Linked DNA regions of Sus scrofa: region 1 is linked to region 2. Evidence: chromatin contacts called from public targeted proximity ligation data. All regions are on one chromosome and are shown on one strand. The core of a region is the stretch at or near the end of the contact, and the rest is flanking DNA. Distances in the headings are between cores, read along the strand shown. Region 1 overlaps PABPC1 (polyadenylate-binding protein 1). Region 2 holds the start of PABPC1 (polyadenylate-binding protein 1).

Region 1 (2,700 bases), core at 21-2,520, 71 kb before region 2:
TGTCCCTGCAGACCCGGATGGAGAGGATGGGCCCGGCCGGGCTGAACTTCTCGTAGAGCATCGCCTCGGTCACGTCGGGGTGTAGGTCCCCCACGTAGAGCGAGGCCATGGGGTAGCTGGGGGCGCTGGGGTTCATCTTGGCACGGCTGCCCGCAGGGCCACAGGCCGCGACCTTTCCGTGAGAGGAGAGCGAGTGCTGGGGCCGGGGGGCCGGAGCCGGGGGGAGGGGAGCGGGGGCAAGCGCAGAGGGACAAAAATCAACCGGAATCGAAAACTACTCAACGGCCGCAGAACGGAGTCGATCCGCTTGCCGCTGGCTGCTGGCTGCCGGCAGGGGAGAGAGGGTGGCGGTGTCGGGTCCGGGCAGCGGGAAGGCCTCGGTCTCTTGGTTCCTTCTTGGAGCTGCTGCGGGGCCGCGGGCGGGCGGGTCGGTCTCGGCTGCTTCACCGGGTTATTTTATAAAAGAGGAAGAAAAAAAAATAAAAGTCTCCGGCGGGGGAGACGCGGATTTTTTGTAAATTTTTTTTGGGTTTTTTAAAAGATTTTTTTAGATTTTTTTTGGATTTTTTTAATAATAAATGTGTGTTCCGAGCCCGGAGCACACACTCCGCACTCTCAGCACTAACCGCCGGGGAGAAGGGGAAGCACCGCCTCCTGCACCCTCTACTTATACCCCCCGCCGCACTCGCCCCGCCCCCGCGCGTCTGACGCTAGGGCCCTACGCGAACGTCAGCGCCGGAGGAGGAGGAGAAAAGGGGGCAAGGAGGAGGAGGGAAAAGAAAAAAAGGAGGAGGAAAGAGCCGAGAGGAAGGGAGAGGTGGCGGCGGTGGCTGCTGCGGGCGTGGGGGTGGGGCTGGGGCGGAGGGGCGGGGCTTCTGCGCACGCGCCGCGGCCGGGGGAGGCGGAGCCTGTGCTGCGTAGCGCCTGTGGGGGAGGGGAGGGCCGGCTCGCGGGCTGCACTTGGAGGAGGTGGGTGGGACGGCCCCTCCTCCCACACACCCCGCCCCACCTCCACCCGGGAGAAGCGTTAACCCGTCACCGCGGCTGTGGGCGGCACGCGGGGCTTCCGGGTTCCCGGGCGCTAACTACCCCCCACGTGCACGGCCACCCGGGCCTCTTCCCGCCGCAGCCAACCCTGTTCCATTCGCCCACGCCCCCAAGGGATGCCGGGCACGAGTGGATGGGCGTGATCCCTTCCAGGCCCGGTTTCCCAAACGTGGGGGAAAGGAGCCAGGGCTGGCTCCTCCGTTCTCCTACCGGACCGCACTACGAGTCCCAGCGGGCAGTGCCGCCGCGCGCCTCGACCGCAGAAGCGGTGCTTGCTGGGAGCTGAAGTCCCCAACGGCCGCAGCGCTCGCTGACCCCAACTGGCCGCGGGTCCTGGCTGCCAGCTCGGGGACCTCCAACCGTCCGGTCCCTGGGCCCCAGTGGCGGCCCCGCGGTGCTTCCAGTAGAGGAGGAGAGAGGGGAGGGGCCCTCAGACTCCAGATCCTCTCGCTTCCGAGCCCTAGACTCTCCTCGTTCTGCCCGAAGGAGCTGTCGTTGGTCGAAGTGATTTTAATTTGGGGAAACTATTTTGGGGGCTTTGTCCACTTGCCTTTTTAAGGCATCGTGATCACTATTCACTTAGGTGGTAGACTGGAATCACTGATACGTGCCGTTTCTGCCAGAAATTTCTTTGAGGTAGAAAAAAGGTCTCGAGAAAAATTAATGTTTTTCTTTAAAGTATGAACATCAGTCATGCGTGACAGCACAGACCTGCAACCAAGCAAAATTAGTACTAGTCAAAACGCAGTATTAAAAATGTTTAAAACAATTTCGTAGTTAGTTATGGGCTTTAATAGGAATGCTAAACGTAATGAGTTGATAGCCATAAAAAATACTAGTTAATAGGAATGATGTTAAGTCAACATACAGATCCCACTTTAAAATAGTAATGCACTTTACAGATTTTAAAGCACTTGCAAAAACATCCTATCATTTGTTCCCTACAGCAATATTGTGTGGGAGGTGGAGCAAGGAGTAATTATTTTACTGTTAAAGGAATGGTCTCAAGTTAAATGCCCAATTCATTCTTCAATGCATGCCAGATACATTGCCAGGTGTGGACTGGGTACTTTATTCTCATTTAATTAAAATGTAAACTTGCAGAATCCCCCATAAGTGCTAGTCTGTCCCCAACTGGTAGGAAGAGTATAATATTTTGGAAAATACGTTGCTTTATGTGCCTTAGTATGCAAAAGAGCAAAACTGAGGACTATGCATTAAGAAGACATATCTACTACTAATGATAAATCACCATTCAATCTATTAGAACTCTGTGGTTAACAGCCGTCCATATATTTATTGAATACTTAGCAAGTGTATCTGTAGGGAAGGAAAACAGATGAAAGACACAAATACTTGTCTTCAAGAAGCTTCTAATGAGCTCTCTGGTAATCATATAAATATCAGCATTAGTCAGTACAATTAACAGCCAAGCCTAGCGTTTTATCTGGCTCTGACAATTTTCTATTAGATACTAAATTAGTTTTCTTAAAAAGAATGATGGAAATGCCATTATTGTACTTCAAAGAAAACATAATTTCCTTTTATTTAGTATTTTCCTTAAATTACTGAACAGAGACAATATGAAACACCAAACAGGGATAAAAGAAGAGGTGCACTCATTAAAAGCAGGGTGAAGGGAGAGCATCCCCC
Region 2 (2,700 bases), core at 147-2,646:
AAAGCATGGGCTCCTCAATGACAGAGCTGGTGGAAGGGGAGTCAGAGCTTCAGAGTTTGATGGCTCCCCTGGGTGAATTCCAGAGTAACAGCAACAGGAGCAGATGGCTCCTAATCTGAATGTTTTAAAATAATCAATTCTAGTTTGTATTTCTTGAGCTTTTACAAAGTGCAAGGCATTGCTACAAGCACCTGACACGTGTTATTTCCCGGAGTACTTCCAACAACCCCAAAGGAACAGGTCCCAGTCCCTTACCCAGATCCCAGTCAGATCCTTAGTAAGCTTCAGAAGTCTAAGTTGTTTATATATATTTTTTCTTTTCACGGCCACATCGTGACAATAGGGAAGTTCCCAAGCTAGGGGTTGAATCAGAGCTACACCTGCCAGTCGACACCACAGCCACAGCAACTCGGGATCTGAGCAGTGTTTGCCACCTACACCACAGCTCACGGCAATGCCAGATCCTTTACCCACTGAGAGAGGCCAGGGACCGAACCCACATCCTCATGGATATTTACTAGTCAGGTTCTTAACCTACTGAGCCATGATGGGAACTCTGAGAGTTGTTCATTTTTATGAGAGATGAATCTGCTTGTGCTGGATTATTCACAACACCCCCGTAACACCCATCCATCATCAATATTAATATTTCTGCAGCAAACATATGGATAATCATGGCTTAATGGACTAAATAAACCTATATAAAGGCTCACATTAGTTCAAGTTTTGCCATCACATGAATTACCTGCAAGCTTAAAAAAAAAATCTGTTTTTCAGAGCCTTTTGGGTTTCAGAATGGCTAAAAAGGATACAGAATATTATAGCCCCATTATACAGGTGAGAAAACTGAGGTTTCCATCTATGCAGAGCCTCCCCAAGGTCACACTGAGGGTGATGGAGCCCGCCTTTGGACTGAGACGGACTGTGCTCACCCGAAGTCACGTCTGAACCTCGGCTTGACTCCAAACCTGTGTTCCCGAGGCAGGAGGGAGGGTACTCAGACCTGCCCTGCTCCACGTTCACCTGAGAAACCCGTGATGGCTGACAAATTCATTTCCACTGGGAATGAGATCAATTTTCTTATAAATTAATAGGCTAGAGCGCATATGGGAACGCCTTCTCAAAGAGGTTAGGAAAGTGAAACCAAACTCCAGTCGCGTCTGCGGAGGGGAGGGGCAGGGTGTGTGACTTTCCTGTTCTCGCAAAGCAAATACCTTGTCCTTCTGTTTTATCCAACCTCATGTGCTTTCTGTGATGCCACTTCTGCTCCGATGAACGGAGCGCCAGCCTCGGCTTTCCGCGGAGCAGCTGGGGTTTCCCACTGCTGCTTCCACCCGTGCTGCTGGTTCTCTGGAGCTGCTTCCTCTTTCCTTAGATCAGGTCTCTCTTCACCACGTCACTGGCCCTGGTGTTCGAGACGCTCGTCAGTCCTCTCCTCTGCTGATGCGAACCCTGTCACGTGGGCACCTGCTAACTCAAGAGCAGAGAAATAGAATGATTTCCCGTCAACGGCCTCAGTCTCGCTCTAGAACTAAAGGTTTGTCATTCTAACTGAAGTTAAAAAACAAAACAAAACAAAACAAAAAAAACCTGTTTCAGGGCATTAAAGAAGTGTATGTGTGTGTCTCTGTGTGCATGTTATTGCTGCCTTGCCAAGGCTCCTGCCTCTTCCGAGTCAACCAGCAACTTAGCAAGACATCAGATTCCAGGCGGCAGGAAAGAAAAGCAGAGAGACAGTGATTTTTTTGGCCCTTGAATTTCTGCGTTTCAGTGGTGATCGGCCTCAACTAAGTTCTCCTCACTGGTCTTTCCCTCTGGATAATGAGATGAGATTGTGGTGAATTTACACAAGTTTGGGTAACTTTGTATTTTTTCCCTTAAGTATATTGTCTTTCTTTGGCTATGTCTGAAGCCTGTCCAGACTTCCATGGGACAGAGCAATTGCTAGTATTTGCTCAAATTATTTGGTGGAGTCTGACATGGGCAAAGAAAAACTAAATAAAAACCGGATTGGCCCCCTTTAAACATTTTCTTTTTCCACAAGGATCTCTCTTCTTGTGAAATCCTGTTTACTCCTTGATGATCTTATGAAAGAGACTCTTTTGTTCTTCAAGTTATGAGAAAACAAACCATGGAAAGTAACAGGAACACCACTAATTTTCATTTAGGGCTGATGAATACTTGGGTGAAATCTATTAATGACAGAGATCAAAGGAGATAATACATTTTAACTCAAAGTTCTTTTTTTCTGCGATGGACCTCAGTGAAGACAAGCATTTCCTAACCTAATAAAGAAATCTGTGACAATTTGCTTAAGAGTTTTGTGTTTAGGAGTTCCCATTGTGGCGCAGTGGTTAACGAATCTGACTAGGAACCATGAGGTTGCAGGTTCGATCCCTGCCCTTGTTCAGTGGGTTAAGGATCCGGCATTGCCGTGAGCTGTGGTGTAGGTCGCAGACGCGGCTCGGATCCTGCGTTGCTGTGGCTCTGGCGTAGGCCGGGGACTACAGCTCCGATTAGACCCCTAGCCTGGGAACCTCCATATGCCGCGGGAGCGGCCCAAGAAATGGCAAAAAGACAAAAAAAAAAAAAAAGTTTTGTGTTTAAATTACATATGGTGTGGTGGGTCTTGACCTCCCTGTGTTTTTTCACAATGCAAGTCCAGTGAAATAAATTCCAGCAAAGGTTTTCATGGGCACA

Evidence for each region.
Region 1: a targeted proximity ligation map of alveolar macrophages shows a contact between it and region 2. A contact is called at or near these places in 2 of 5 promoter capture datasets (fetal liver and liver), 7 of 47 Hi-C or Micro-C datasets (alveolar macrophages, blood, heart right ventricle and 2 more) and 1 of 2 datasets of targeted methods (alveolar macrophages).

Annotation. Positions count from the first base shown.
Region 1 is chr4:36,207,106-36,209,805 of Sscrofa11.1, reverse strand. PABPC1 (polyadenylate-binding protein 1) reads right to left here. Exons shown (of 16, transcript XM_001927747.4): 2 at 1-1,758. The coding sequence starts at 136. Among named protein-coding and RNA genes, the nearest start is that of PABPC1, 71 kb to the right of the region's middle.
Region 2 is chr4:36,136,340-36,139,039 of Sscrofa11.1, reverse strand. It overlaps PABPC1 (polyadenylate-binding protein 1), which reads right to left and starts at 1,396. Exons shown (of 16, transcript XM_001927747.4): 1 at 1,215-1,396.